Regions from separate parts of the Mus musculus genome. Here region 2 is linked to region 1. A link is a contact called in public Hi-C data. All regions are on one chromosome and are shown on one strand. Each heading gives the region's core, a stretch centred on a gene start, on an enhancer-like site or on the middle of the called end of the contact. The rest is flanking DNA. Distances are from core to core; before and after follow the strand shown. Region 1 has its middle 11 kb from the start of Aqp11. Region 2 has its middle 19 kb from the start of Acer3.

The links. Hi-C and Micro-C count contacts between places; a contact is called where the count stands out from the background.
Region 2: a contact with region 1 is called in a Hi-C map of the G1E-ER4 cell line, with 4 times the contacts expected there. The contact joins two enhancer-like sites. A contact is called at or near these places in 6 of 39 promoter capture datasets (3T3-L1-derived adipocytes, the HPC-7 cell line, cranial neural crest and 3 more), 1 of 484 Hi-C or Micro-C datasets (the G1E-ER4 cell line), 3 of 115 datasets of contacts at active chromatin or transcription factors (bone marrow-derived macrophages, large pre-B cells and pancreatic cancer cells) and 2 of 9 other capture datasets (adipose tissue and embryonic stem cells).

What each region holds. Positions count from the first base shown.
Region 1 is chr7:97,745,798-97,751,776 of GRCm38.p6, forward strand. No RefSeq gene overlaps it. Among named protein-coding and RNA genes, the nearest start is that of Aqp11, 11 kb to the left of the region's middle. Within about 2 kb of position 3,299, at least 234 of the 459 cell types and tissues checked have an H3K27ac peak or open chromatin away from gene starts, as enhancers often do. A contact at or near this core is called in the G1E-ER4 cell line, adipose tissue, bone marrow-derived macrophages and 1 more, where this site is marked.
Region 2 is chr7:98,325,449-98,331,427 of GRCm38.p6, forward strand. No RefSeq gene overlaps it. Among named protein-coding and RNA genes, the nearest start is that of Acer3, 19 kb to the left of the region's middle. Within about 2 kb of position 3,408, at least 29 of the 459 cell types and tissues checked have an H3K27ac peak or open chromatin away from gene starts, as enhancers often do. A contact at or near this core is called in the G1E-ER4 cell line, adipose tissue, bone marrow-derived macrophages and 1 more, where this site is marked.

The DNA of each region.
Region 1 (5,979 bases), core at 2,049-4,548:
CTGGCTCCTTGCACCCACACTAGGCATCTCACAATCGCCTGTAACACCAGCTGCAGGGAATCCAACACTCTCTTCTGGTAGCTGACTGCCCCCCAGCCCTCCCACCCCCCTTACATGCACTCAGACAGACAGATAGGCAAGCACACTAACACATACCATAAATAAATATAAATGTTTTTTTAAAAAGCCAAAACAAAAACAATGCTAAAAATTTATCAGTTATAGTCTATCTTTGATTTTTTTTTTTTTTTACCAGAACTAGTTGGTCTGAAACAGTTCACAGAAATAGTTGACACTGTTGTAAGTTTTAGCATCTTGACATTTGACACCAAGCAAGCAGGAGTAAACAAAACACAAATGTCTTTCAATGTCATGAGAGACTGACACAGAATAAGCCATGGCCACTGACTCTCCGCTCAGGACACGATGGAGGCCTGAACGCCCAGAGCTCCCGCACACCCCTTGGGACAGGGGTTCCCCGGGAAGCTGCTTACCTCAAAGACTGGCCACCTGAATTTGATCTCCTGAGTGCTCATCAGGTGAAAGGAGAGAACAGACTCCATGGAGCTGTTCTCGGCTCTCCACAGGCGCACTACAGTGTGCGCATGTGTGCGTGCACACACATATACAGCCACACTCTCAATTCCCTAGGTTAATTGGGCATGTTGCACACCGCACTCAGAACTCTTGATGCAGTATTTGTCTTATTACTCAACGAGCAATGGCTGCATCTTTAGTAATTACTCATGTGATTTTTGTTTATTGGGGTTTTTTTTTTCTATCATTTGAGAGCCTCAACGATTAGCCCATCTATTGTTCCTCAACCTTGGATGTACTTTGGAATCACGTGGGAAGCTTTAAAAAAAACCTGCAATTTATCTGGTCCCAGTCCCAGAGGCTCTGATTTAGTGGGTATGGGGTGTGAGAGAATTCTTAGCTTTTTGTTTTGGTTCTTAGGTGCTGGGATGGAAGCTGTGGCCTTATGTATATAAGCTATGAGCTATGTTTCCTTTCTTCCTTGGAGTTGTAACCCTTTAATATTATGGTGACACACACCCCCACCACAAAATTATTTCTGTGGCTACTTCCGGCTACTTCATAAGTGTAATTTTGCTACTGTTGTGAACCATAATGTAAATATCTGATACGTAGGATGTATGGTATGGAAATCCAGAGGGGTCGAGACCCACAGGGTGAGAACTACTTCCCTAGATGGCTCTACTATGAATGCAGGATAGAGGAATATTCTTCTATCCTGACATGCTGAGGAGGCTCAAAGGATGGACACAGTTTATCCAGTGACACAAAATTAAGAATGCAAACAAAAATGGCCGACTCAAAGCCTTGGGCTGACTTAGTGCACAGAGCAGTCCCTGGTTCTCTGCTGAGCCTCCAGGCCAGGTCCATCTGTTGTCTAACCCACAGCAGTACAAGCTGTGACTCCAGTGCTTATCATGTGCCAAACACTGAGTAAACCACAGAACACGTTACTTGAATATATCAGCATTCATGGGAGGTGTGAGGGCCCTGTGGAAAGCAGAGGAAGGTCAAAGGTGAAGCAAGAGGCAGAAGCCACTGTTCAGAGAATCCAGGAGGCTAGCCGAGTTCCAGCCAGAGAAGCCAGTACAGTGCTGGATGAAGGCCGACTCTGAAAACCCAGGCTTTTGGGCTGTATTCACCACCATCCACCTTCCCCATCTTACAGAACCAGTCATAACTCAGAGATAAGGAGGTGCCTGCATTCAGTGGAGAGAGAACTCAGCAGTTAAGAGCAATGGCTGCTCTTACAGAGGATTTGGGGTTGATTCCCAGAACTCACATGACGGCTCACAATTATCTGTAATTCCAGTTTCAAGAGGTCAGATGCCCTCTTCTGGCCTCCAAGGGCACCAGGCACACATCTGATACACAAGACATATATGCAGGCAAATACCCATACACATAAAAACATAATGAACATAATGAAATAATAGTTTTAGGAGTTAAAAACAAAACAAAATAAAAGCGTGCGTGTACACACACACACACACACACACACACACACACACACACGCACACGCGCACGCCTTCCAGGATCTCTTTACTGACTCCAGTTCCATGGTCTCTGTCACCCACATTAGTCCTGTATGTGACTTGATCTCTTTCCATGGCTGAACGGGAGCTTCCTCTCGCTGCTCTCTCTGCATTTCTTTCTAGCAGGTGGAGCTGTGGGAGAGTGACGAACTATACTAAAAAGACACTAGTACTCGGTATTTTGTAAGGCTCCAGCCTTGGCATTGTCCTGAGAAGGGGGATCCTGGCAGCCCGGGAGGTGTTAAAAAAAACAAACAAACAAACAAAAAAACAAAACAAAACAAAACAAACAAACAAAAAAAAAAACGTGAACCGAACTTTTTGGCCTTGCTTTCGTGGAAACATGCCCTCTTCCGCGAGCGAGCCGCTAGGTGGCAGGCGATACCCTAGCTCAGAGTGAGCTGCGTCCAACCGCAGTAGGAATTTTCCTCCTTGTACAACACAAAGCCAGACTTTTCTCTGCGGCCTGGCCACCAGAACATTCTGTCCCGCCAGAGGCCGGTGGTCAGGATCCACCCGCGTTGGGAGAACCTCTTCTGTTTGCACGGCTTGACGGAGAACACTACTGTTGATTTTATGGTGACTGCTACCTTGTAGCCTCCAAAACTTAGTGAGCCTGGGCCTGGGGAAGGCTGTCACAACTTATTTATTTATTTATTTATTTATTTATTTATTTATTTCCATTTTTTATTAGGTATTTAGCTCATTTACATTTCCAATGCTATACCAAAAGTCCCTCATACCCACCCACCCCCACTCCCGGCTGTCACAACTTTGAGGAGCAGGGATGTTGCTGGTGCGAAGGAAGCCTGGCTGCTGCTCCGGGCTCTTCTGCACAATGCCTCCTCCTTCTGGATCTAGAGCTTGTGCACCCTTGGGGAAGCCAGCCACACTGCATCCCTGCCAAGCTCTGTCTCGGGCCTATGGGTGCAGGGGAAGGCATTTGTGGTTTTTTTGTTATTGTTGTTGTGGGGTGGTGGTGGTTTGTTTTTGTTTTTGTTTTGTTTTGTTTTGTTTCCAACAGAACTCAAAGACCTGGAGACTGGGATTGTGTACATTGTTGGGGGAACTCTCCTGTGTGCACGGCTGTAGCGGGACACTTTGTGAAGCAGCGTCCACGTTCTCTAATTTAGAAAGTAAAAGTAAAAGGAGCTCAGTGTGGGCGCAAGCCTTTGGTTCCAGCACTCAGGAAATAGAGACAGGAAGAGCTCTGTGAATTTCAGGCCAGCCAGAGTTACACAGTGAGATCCTCTTTCTAAGTATCTAACTAGGGCTGGGGAGATGGCTCAGAGGAGAACCTAGGTTCCCAGCACACAGTGGTTGCTCACAACCACCGGTAACCCCGGTTCTAGAGGACCTGATCCATTGTCTGACCGCCTCGGCACACATGCAGACAGGACACTCATACACATAAAGTAAAAGACATAGATCTTAAAGGAAATTAGAAGGGACTGGGGAGAGCAAGTCGTGTTTTTTCAGGGGTGTTGACACTGGTTAGTTGTGCATGGTCCACAACCCCGCCCCGTGCTCCTGCAAGCAACCCTGACTGAACACAGCGTGGCTCCAGACCCAAAGTAAAGCAAACAAAAAGGCTCAGAAGTACCGGAGGGACTTGGGAAGATGAAAGCAGTCAACAGGCAGTAGGAGGGCGGGAAGGGGTGGAGGGGGCGGGTCCGAGAAAGTACTTTATGCAAATGTATGACTGTTTAAGAATAAAAAGATGAGTTTTAAAGAGATTTTTTAAAACTAACTATAGGTAAATAAATAGAGAGGATCTCCGATACACTTCCTGCTCCTAATTTATTCTTTTTACATGTAGATGAAACCCACATGCCTTCCTCTAGGGACCTGGAGATGGTGATCACGTCATCCACATATACACACACGTCATTGGAGACTATAGTGTGTTGGTCTGCACTCGGCAGTCAGAAAGTCAGAGGGATTGTCAAAGACCTGTTGGTGAATTTCGTCTCAGGTCTGTTCACTTTCACACATGAAGGAGCCTAGCATTTGTTGGATATAATCTGCTTCTTAGACAGGGCACATCTGCCTGCTTTAAATGCCTGGTATGAATTCTGTCTTATGAACATCTGTGACATAGCCCGTGGACATCTCCGTTTTACCCATGAGGAGGCTGGGCTTTAGAGCTCCTGTAACTTGAGCAAGGACTCCCTAACTAACGTCCAGTGAGTGGTTAAAGCTGGAGGCAGGATACAGAGCTGCCTAACCACAAAACCACCACAGCTATGAGCCTCCCACCTGATCCCCAAGGCAACTCAAGTCATGGTCCCCTCCAGTCATGTGCCATATACACTTTAGCTTAAAATTTCCTTTCAGGTATTCTAGCCCAAGTCCCTCCTATTCCTTAATTTTCTTTTCTTTTCCTCTTTTTTTCCCCCTTATCAAACCAGGATGATGTTTTGTGGCTCAGGACGACTTTGAAGTCAGGATTCCCTTGCCCTCACCTTCCGGGTGCTAGGATTACAGGTGTGCACACCCATGCCTGGTTTTATACCTTACTTGGGTTGCAGCCAGGGCTTCCAGCATGCTAGGCAAGCACTCTGTCAGATACACTTCATCCTTAGCCTAGTTTGTGGTTGTTTTGTGTTTTAACAGAGTGGTGATTTGTTTGTTATTTTAAGCGGAAGTCAGACTTCCTCCCAATAATGATCCATTATAAACTAGGACGCAGGAAAGAATTCATGAAAACCAATTGTAGATTTGGATGTTTGTTAGTATGTTTTTCTTTCTGGAATTAGTTCTTTAATTATACTTATTTATATTGATCAATTGCTGTGATTAGAATATCAAAAAGAATTCAAGAAGATAAAATTACCTTGTCTCATAGCCTGCATAATTATTTCAATTCTAAGTCATACCATATGTATTTACATTTCAATTCCAAATCCTTAACTTCAGATATTATATTTTTTACTTTTTTTTTAAGATTTATTTATTTATTTATTATATGTAAGTACACTGTAGCTGTCCTCAGACACTCCAGAAGAGGGAGTCAGATCTCGTGATCGGATGGTTGTGAGCCACCATGTGGTTGCTGGGATTTGAACTCCTGACCTTCGGAAGAGCAGTCAGGTGCTCTTACCCACTGAGCCATCTCACCAGCCCTATTTTTTATTTTTTTGTTTTTGCTTTTTATTTTGTTTTGAGACAGTCTCACTATATAACCATGGCTGTCCTGGAACTCCCTATATGGACCAGATTGACTTTAAACTCACAGAGATCCATTGGCCTCAAACTTAGAGATCCACATGCCTCTGCCTCCAGAATTAAAGGGCTTAAATTAGTAGGCTTAAAGGCATGAGCCATCTCACCCAACAAATTTTAATGCTTTTAAATTGTATTTTTTTTTTTATTTTATGAGTGTTTTGCCTGCATGCATGTATGTACAACCCATGTGCTGTTCAGAGAGCAGGAAGAGGGCATCAAATGCCCTAAAACTGGAGTTAGAAGAGCAGCAAGTGCTCTTAACTGTGAGTCGTCTCCCCACCCTCCATTGTGATATATCCATTCCATCTTATTTAAGAACATGTGTGTGCTTCATGTCTTTATCCATTCATCTGTAATGACGTGTAGGTCGGCTTATACCTCAGTTCTTACAGGCAGTGCCAGAGTGAACACAGGACTTCTAATGTCTTGTCAAGATCCCGACTTCGGTTCTTTTGGATTAGTATGCGGAAGTGGGATTACTGAACAATACGGCTGTTCTATCTTTAACCTTTTGAGGAACCTGCCTACTGTTTTCCAGAATATTTCTGCCAACAGGATTCAAAGGTTTCTCTTTTGCCCACACACCACCTCTACTTCTTCTTCTTCTTCTTCTTCTTCTTCTTCTTCTTCTTCTTCTTCTTCTTCTTCTTCTTCTTCTTCTTCTTCTTCTTCTTCTTT
Region 2 (5,979 bases), core at 2,158-4,657, 580 kb after region 1:
TAGATTTTTCCCAAATTAATTATTTTAAAATTTTTAATATTCATTTTTATTTTTTTTTTGAGATAGAATCCCATATAGCCCATGCTGCCTTCTTGCTATGTAGCTGGTAATGGTCTTGAACCTCCGATCCTTTGCCTCCATCTCCCTTTGCATGCACCACCACTCCCAGGTTATGCCACGCTGGGGATTGAACCCAGGGCTTCATTAGTGCTAACTAAGCAGGCACTCCGCCAACTGAGCTACAGTCTAGCCCCTTATTATTTTTATCTGGATTTTCTTTTTAATTAATGTTTTAGTGAGCACATAAAATAGTGTACCTTTAGGACATTTTCATACATAATATATTAATCTTTGTTTTTAATCCTGAAGTTAGACAGTGCTGGAGTTTGGTGGGAGTCGCCTTGGCCTCTGAGCCGAGTAGACATGGATTCTAGTGGCAGCTCTGCTACCTGCTGGCCCCACCAGGCCTCCTCGATTCTGGAGTCCTTGCTTCACAACTAGAACTTAAAGGTAGTGTGACATCTCCATGAAGGGGACATTGAATTAGACGTTGTTTAGAAAGTGCCTGGGTACAGCTGGCCCTCGGGAGATCTTGAGTCTTCTAGAGGGCCTCTGTATCACTCAGACACTTCCATCCCCACACCGAGATCTCCTGAGGATGTCTTTTGTCTTCATCGTTTACTCTGTGGAACCGTCACAGAACTGATCTCCAGTGTGGTTTTGTGAGCACATGGTAAAATCTACTCCAAGGCCATTGTCCTGATTCTGGCTGCTATACAAAAATCCCAAACTCAGTGGCTGGAAGTAACACACCCAGTAGGCTGGTTAGCGCCCTTCTGGAGCCCGGAAAGTTGAGGTCAGGGTGCCATCACGGCTGTGTTCTGGTGAGGCCTTCTTCCCCTGCTGGCAAGCTACTGTAGAACCATTGTATCCTCATGGAAGAAAGAGAGGTGAGGAGTTTCTCTAGGGCACCTTCACTGGGCACCTCTCCCATTCGTGGGGGTGCCATCCTTGTGCCCTAAAAACCACCATCACTTCCTGGTTCAAGCTTTCAACCCGTACACCCATCAATAGCCCTCATTCTACCAGTGGTTTCCACAGCAGGAGAGGCAAGGGTCGCACAGCAGGTGAGCAGAGCACTGCCTTGTGCCTGAGGTGCAGAGCCATAGAGAGCCTGGAGCTTTCATCCCTCACCACTCTGCTGCATCGGTCTACACACTGCTTGCACACAGCATTCCGGGTCTTGTCCTGGAAGTTAGAAACAGTGCAGTTCCATAGACTTGGGAGAAGTTTTAGGCTTCAAGGGAGCAGCTGGCAAACACAGAGGAAACTCTTCATAGCCTTCATAAAATTGTTTAGACAGGGCTGGAGAGATGGCTCAGTAGTTAAGTACACTGGCTGTCCTTCCAGAGAACCTGAATTCAATTCCCAGCACCTACATGGCAGCTCCCAATTATCTGTAACTCCAGTTCTAGAAGGAACTCTGGATATGCATACAGGCAAAACACCAATGCACCAATACAAATCAATGAACACAATTTTAAAGAAATATTTACACACAGGCTTATTATGGTAAATGCTCTCTGAAATAAAGCCACCAATTGGAAATGCAGGCAGAATCGCCCTGTTTCATCACTGATGCTTTGTCCAATTCACAAGCTTTTCGACTCCACTCAGAGCCTGCATGGCCTTGTGCTAGGTCCGAATCCCTGAGGACAGTTTTACAGCCATGATGGGGGTATGCATGGACAATGAATGTGACACACAATCTGAACCAAGTAGAAACGAACGGGGAATGCAAGAAACTGAGAGAGCCTGTATCCTAGCCCCGCAAGAAGGCTTCAGAGAGGGCTTCCTGGAAGAGCACACGCTTAAGTAGTTCTTCTCCCTCCTCTCTCTCTCCCCCTTATTTTCATTTCTTCTTTATTATGTGTACTGTGTGTGTGTGTGCGCGCGCGTGTGTGTCCAGAAGAAGGCATCAATCCCCAGAATTACCTGCAGCTGTGAGCCACCTAGGATGGGTATTGGAAAGCAACTGCAGTCCTCTGCAAGAGCATTGAGTGTTCTTCAGCACTAAGCCATTTCCTCAGCCCTTCTCCATCTTCCCTGAGTTTTCCCTTTCTGCTAACATGGCCTGTATTAAGTCTGAAAAGCCTGTGCTCAAGAAGTCAGCTACTCCAAAAGTCCTCCAGTTTTGCTTCATGTAATTCAAGTAATTTGAATTTAAGTAACTAAAAAATTCAAGTAGTTTGTGTTTGCCCACTGGATCTTAATGTTGGCATCCTGGCTAGAATTCTATATATTACTACAATTACACATTTTCCAAGCCTGGAAATGAAGCAAAAAAAAATCCTTGTGTAACATTTTACAGATAAAAAAATTAGGCTTATTCACCTTATGCCACAGTGAAAGGTGGTGGATTTTCTGCAGGGTTTTGGCTTGCTTTGGTTTTGGAATTTTGGTGTTGGTGTTGGTATATATAGATATAGATATAGATATATCTATATAAATATATACACAGACACACATATGTGTACACACATATATGTGTGTGTGTGTACATATGTGTATATATGATGATATTTCAGTGATACGCACACACACACTCATTCAAGAGAGAAAGAAAGAGGGACTCACACATACTAAATAGATAAATACAGGTTGTAACAACTTTCAAGTCTGAGATAGGAGAGCTGCAAGTTTGAGGCCAGCCTGGGCCATTTACCGAGATTCTGTCTAAAACATATAATTAGAAGGACTGGTGGCATAGGGAGCTTCCCTAGCAGCCCTGAGGCCCTGAGTTCACTTCCCAGCACTATAGACAGTCAAACCATCCTCGCTGGAGTTTTCTCAGTCTGGCCATCACAAAAGCAACTCTGCAGCAGCAGGGCTCAGTCACTCTGGTCACCTGTTCCTAGTGTCAGTCACATCATCTGGCAGCTTTGAGTCTGCAGCACGTGTTCTTTCTTAGCTCTGAGGACTGAACTAGAGCCTCACACAAACTGAAGCACTGACCAGCACCCAGCCCACCCAGCAATGGCTTTATACTTCCTCCCCAAGGCTGAAGTTGATGTCATTCACTCACAACAAACAAAAGCATCCAAGGGAGAAATCGTTCCTAAGGCTTAGACTTCTTCAAAATCTTAACTACAAGAGGAAGTATTTCCACAGCTTCTATGTCTATTCCCTCAGCTTCCTCAGAGCTGAGCCCAGTAGAAAAGCACCTCCTGCTACCAGTGCAAAGTGGTGGGTTTTCTGCAGTTTTTGCTTTCTTTTCATTTTGTTGTCGTCGTTGTTATTATTGTTGTTGTTTGTTCTGTTTTGTTTTTGAGACAGGGGCTCATATATTTCAGGCTGGCCTCAAACTCATTAAGTAGCCAAGGATGACCTTGAATTCCTCCCCCTACTTCTACCTCTTAAGTGCTGAGATCACAGGCTTAGGCCAGCAAACGCTGTTTATGCAGTGTTAGAATTCAAACCCAGAGCTTCTTGCATGCTGGGCAATCACTCTATCAAGGGAACTTCATCCCCAGCACTGTGTGTGTGTGTGTGTGTGTGTGTGTGTGTGTGTGTGTGTGTGTGTGTGAATGTGGATGTGCATGTACCACAATGTAAGCATGGAGGTCAGAAGTCAACCTTAGGAGTCTGTCCTCACCTTTCACATTGTGACAGGGTCTCTACTGTTTCCCCACTGTATATGGCAGGATAGGTGGGCTCCTGGCTTCTGGGGGATTCTCCTATCTCGGCCTCACATCTACCTGTAGGAGTGCTGGCATTACAAACACTCATGCTATGTGTCTGGGAACTTGAACTCACCACCTCATGCTTGCACGAGGGCACTTATCTACTGACTAAATTTCCCCAGCTCCTCCCCCGCCCCCAGGCCTGCTTTATTTGTTATTTTGTTGTTCTTGCTGTTGTTTGAGGCAGGGTCTCACCATGTAGCCCAGGCTGGGCTAGAATTTGGAAATCCTTCTTCAACATTCTAAGTGTCAGGATCACAGGCACGGGCACCATGTCGTGGTCTTCACGGAAGCTCCGTTCATCCCTGAATCACACTCTCTCACACTCTCTTCTTCACTTGTCCCGTGGTTTTGTGGATTACAATACACAAGTGGCAGACATCACTGGTATTACTCCTTCTCAGGAGATAGGGGAAAGAAATTAATAACAAAGAGCCAAGTATTTCTGAGCAACAAGTCAGGCACCTGCCACACACCTAACCCCCTCTCCTCACAACAGCCTGGCGAGGCCAAGGAAGACAGAGCCCTCAGAAATGTTTAAGGTCACCTTAGTAAGAGAAGACAGGGCCCGATGGGAAAATAAGGCCTGTGGTCGTTACCCATGATGTCTCTGGGAGGTGAGCCAGCAAAACAGATGAGGTTTCCTGCTCAGATCTGTTCTGGTGAGGTCTGCCCAGCAGGAAGGACCTGCTGAAATAATGATGTCATTAATATAAGTGTTTATTCTAAGCTAGTGTCTATTAAACAACGTCCTGCCAAGGCTGTTGCGCCAAACTCACTCAAGTCCTATGGAATGGGTGCAAAAATAAATTCAGGATACAAATCAGAGAGTGATGACCCCTATAATGTAGTGTTTGGGAGGAGTGGGCAGGAGCATCAGGCGTTCATGGTCATCCTTAGCTCTAAGTCAGCAGCAGAGCAGGGCTTCAGGGAGCCATCTGGAGAGTATGGGTGTGTGTGTTAGTATTTAGTGGGTGGTGCCAGGACTGTAGGCTTTGTCTGCCCCTTATCTCTCATGCACAAGGCAGTGGAAGAAGAGGGATGGGGGTGGTGTGTTAGATGACAGGGTACAGCTACTTGTTACCCTGTTTAGAGACTGCTTAGTTACCTCCTTCTGATGCCAAGGCACGGTTATTGATACAATTAATTTTCTTGTAGATAGGAACTAGCCATAGGCTAAATTGATATTTTTAAACTTTATTACAATTGTAAGGTTCAAACAATATCCCTTGGAATTTTGGCCTTCCCCTATCCTGGATGTGGGAGGTGTACCCTGGCATAGGATATGGGAGTTGTCTGGAGCTCTAAAGGAACAACTGGTTGCAAAGAGGCTGCTCAGTGCTATGCCCAGTCCCCCTCACACACACACACACACCCAATCTGTGAGCCCAGGGGAACTCCATGGTAGTTAGGAGAAGGGGAGGGGCCTAACATCCACATCAACTTTGTCCTGGTTACTTTCTCAAGCTCCCCAGGAGGTAGAGGTATTCAGTGGGGAAGGAGACATGGTGTGTACAGAGATTCAGGACATGTATGCTCTATTAGGTGGGGTTCTTTGGTAACAGGCCCAAGTCACTGTGATCCAACAAATACCCAGGGCTGCTTGTAACTTCACATTCTTTTCTTGTGACTCACTGGTGTTAACTTACTGAGGGTTGATTGTGTTCACTGGGGAATTGTGCCAAACTATCAGTGGACACAAGTCAAACCCCACTCACTTCCGGGAAGATGGATGTCCACTGGAGGTGAGATGCTGTGGCTGCTTTTGGGAAGGGAGTACCCTGCTGCCGTGCTGGGCCCTGCACCTGCTTCCTGGACCTCGGCCATGGTCTGGCTTTACTGCTAAACATCCCTGGGAACCTAATGCCCAGGACCCTGCAAGGCCTGGATGGCAGAACAGGTTGGCTCTGCATTTCCCGACGGCTGCTCTAGGTGCCTGATCCTGGAATCAGTTCTGAAAATTTCCCCCTGACACTTCCATCCCAGGTACTGAGGGCCACAATATTTGGATGGACTAAGAAATTCAAGATGGACAATAGCTGGACGGGATCCCTTTTTTGGTTTGTTTGTTTGTTTTTTGAGACAGGGTTTTTCTGTGTAGTCCTGGCTGGCCTGGAACTCACTTTGTAGACCAGGCTGGCCTCGAACTCAGAAATCTACCTGCCTCTGCCACAAGTGTTGGGATTAAAGGCGTGCACCACCACTGCCAGGCTGGATCCCTTTTTTTTTTTAATTA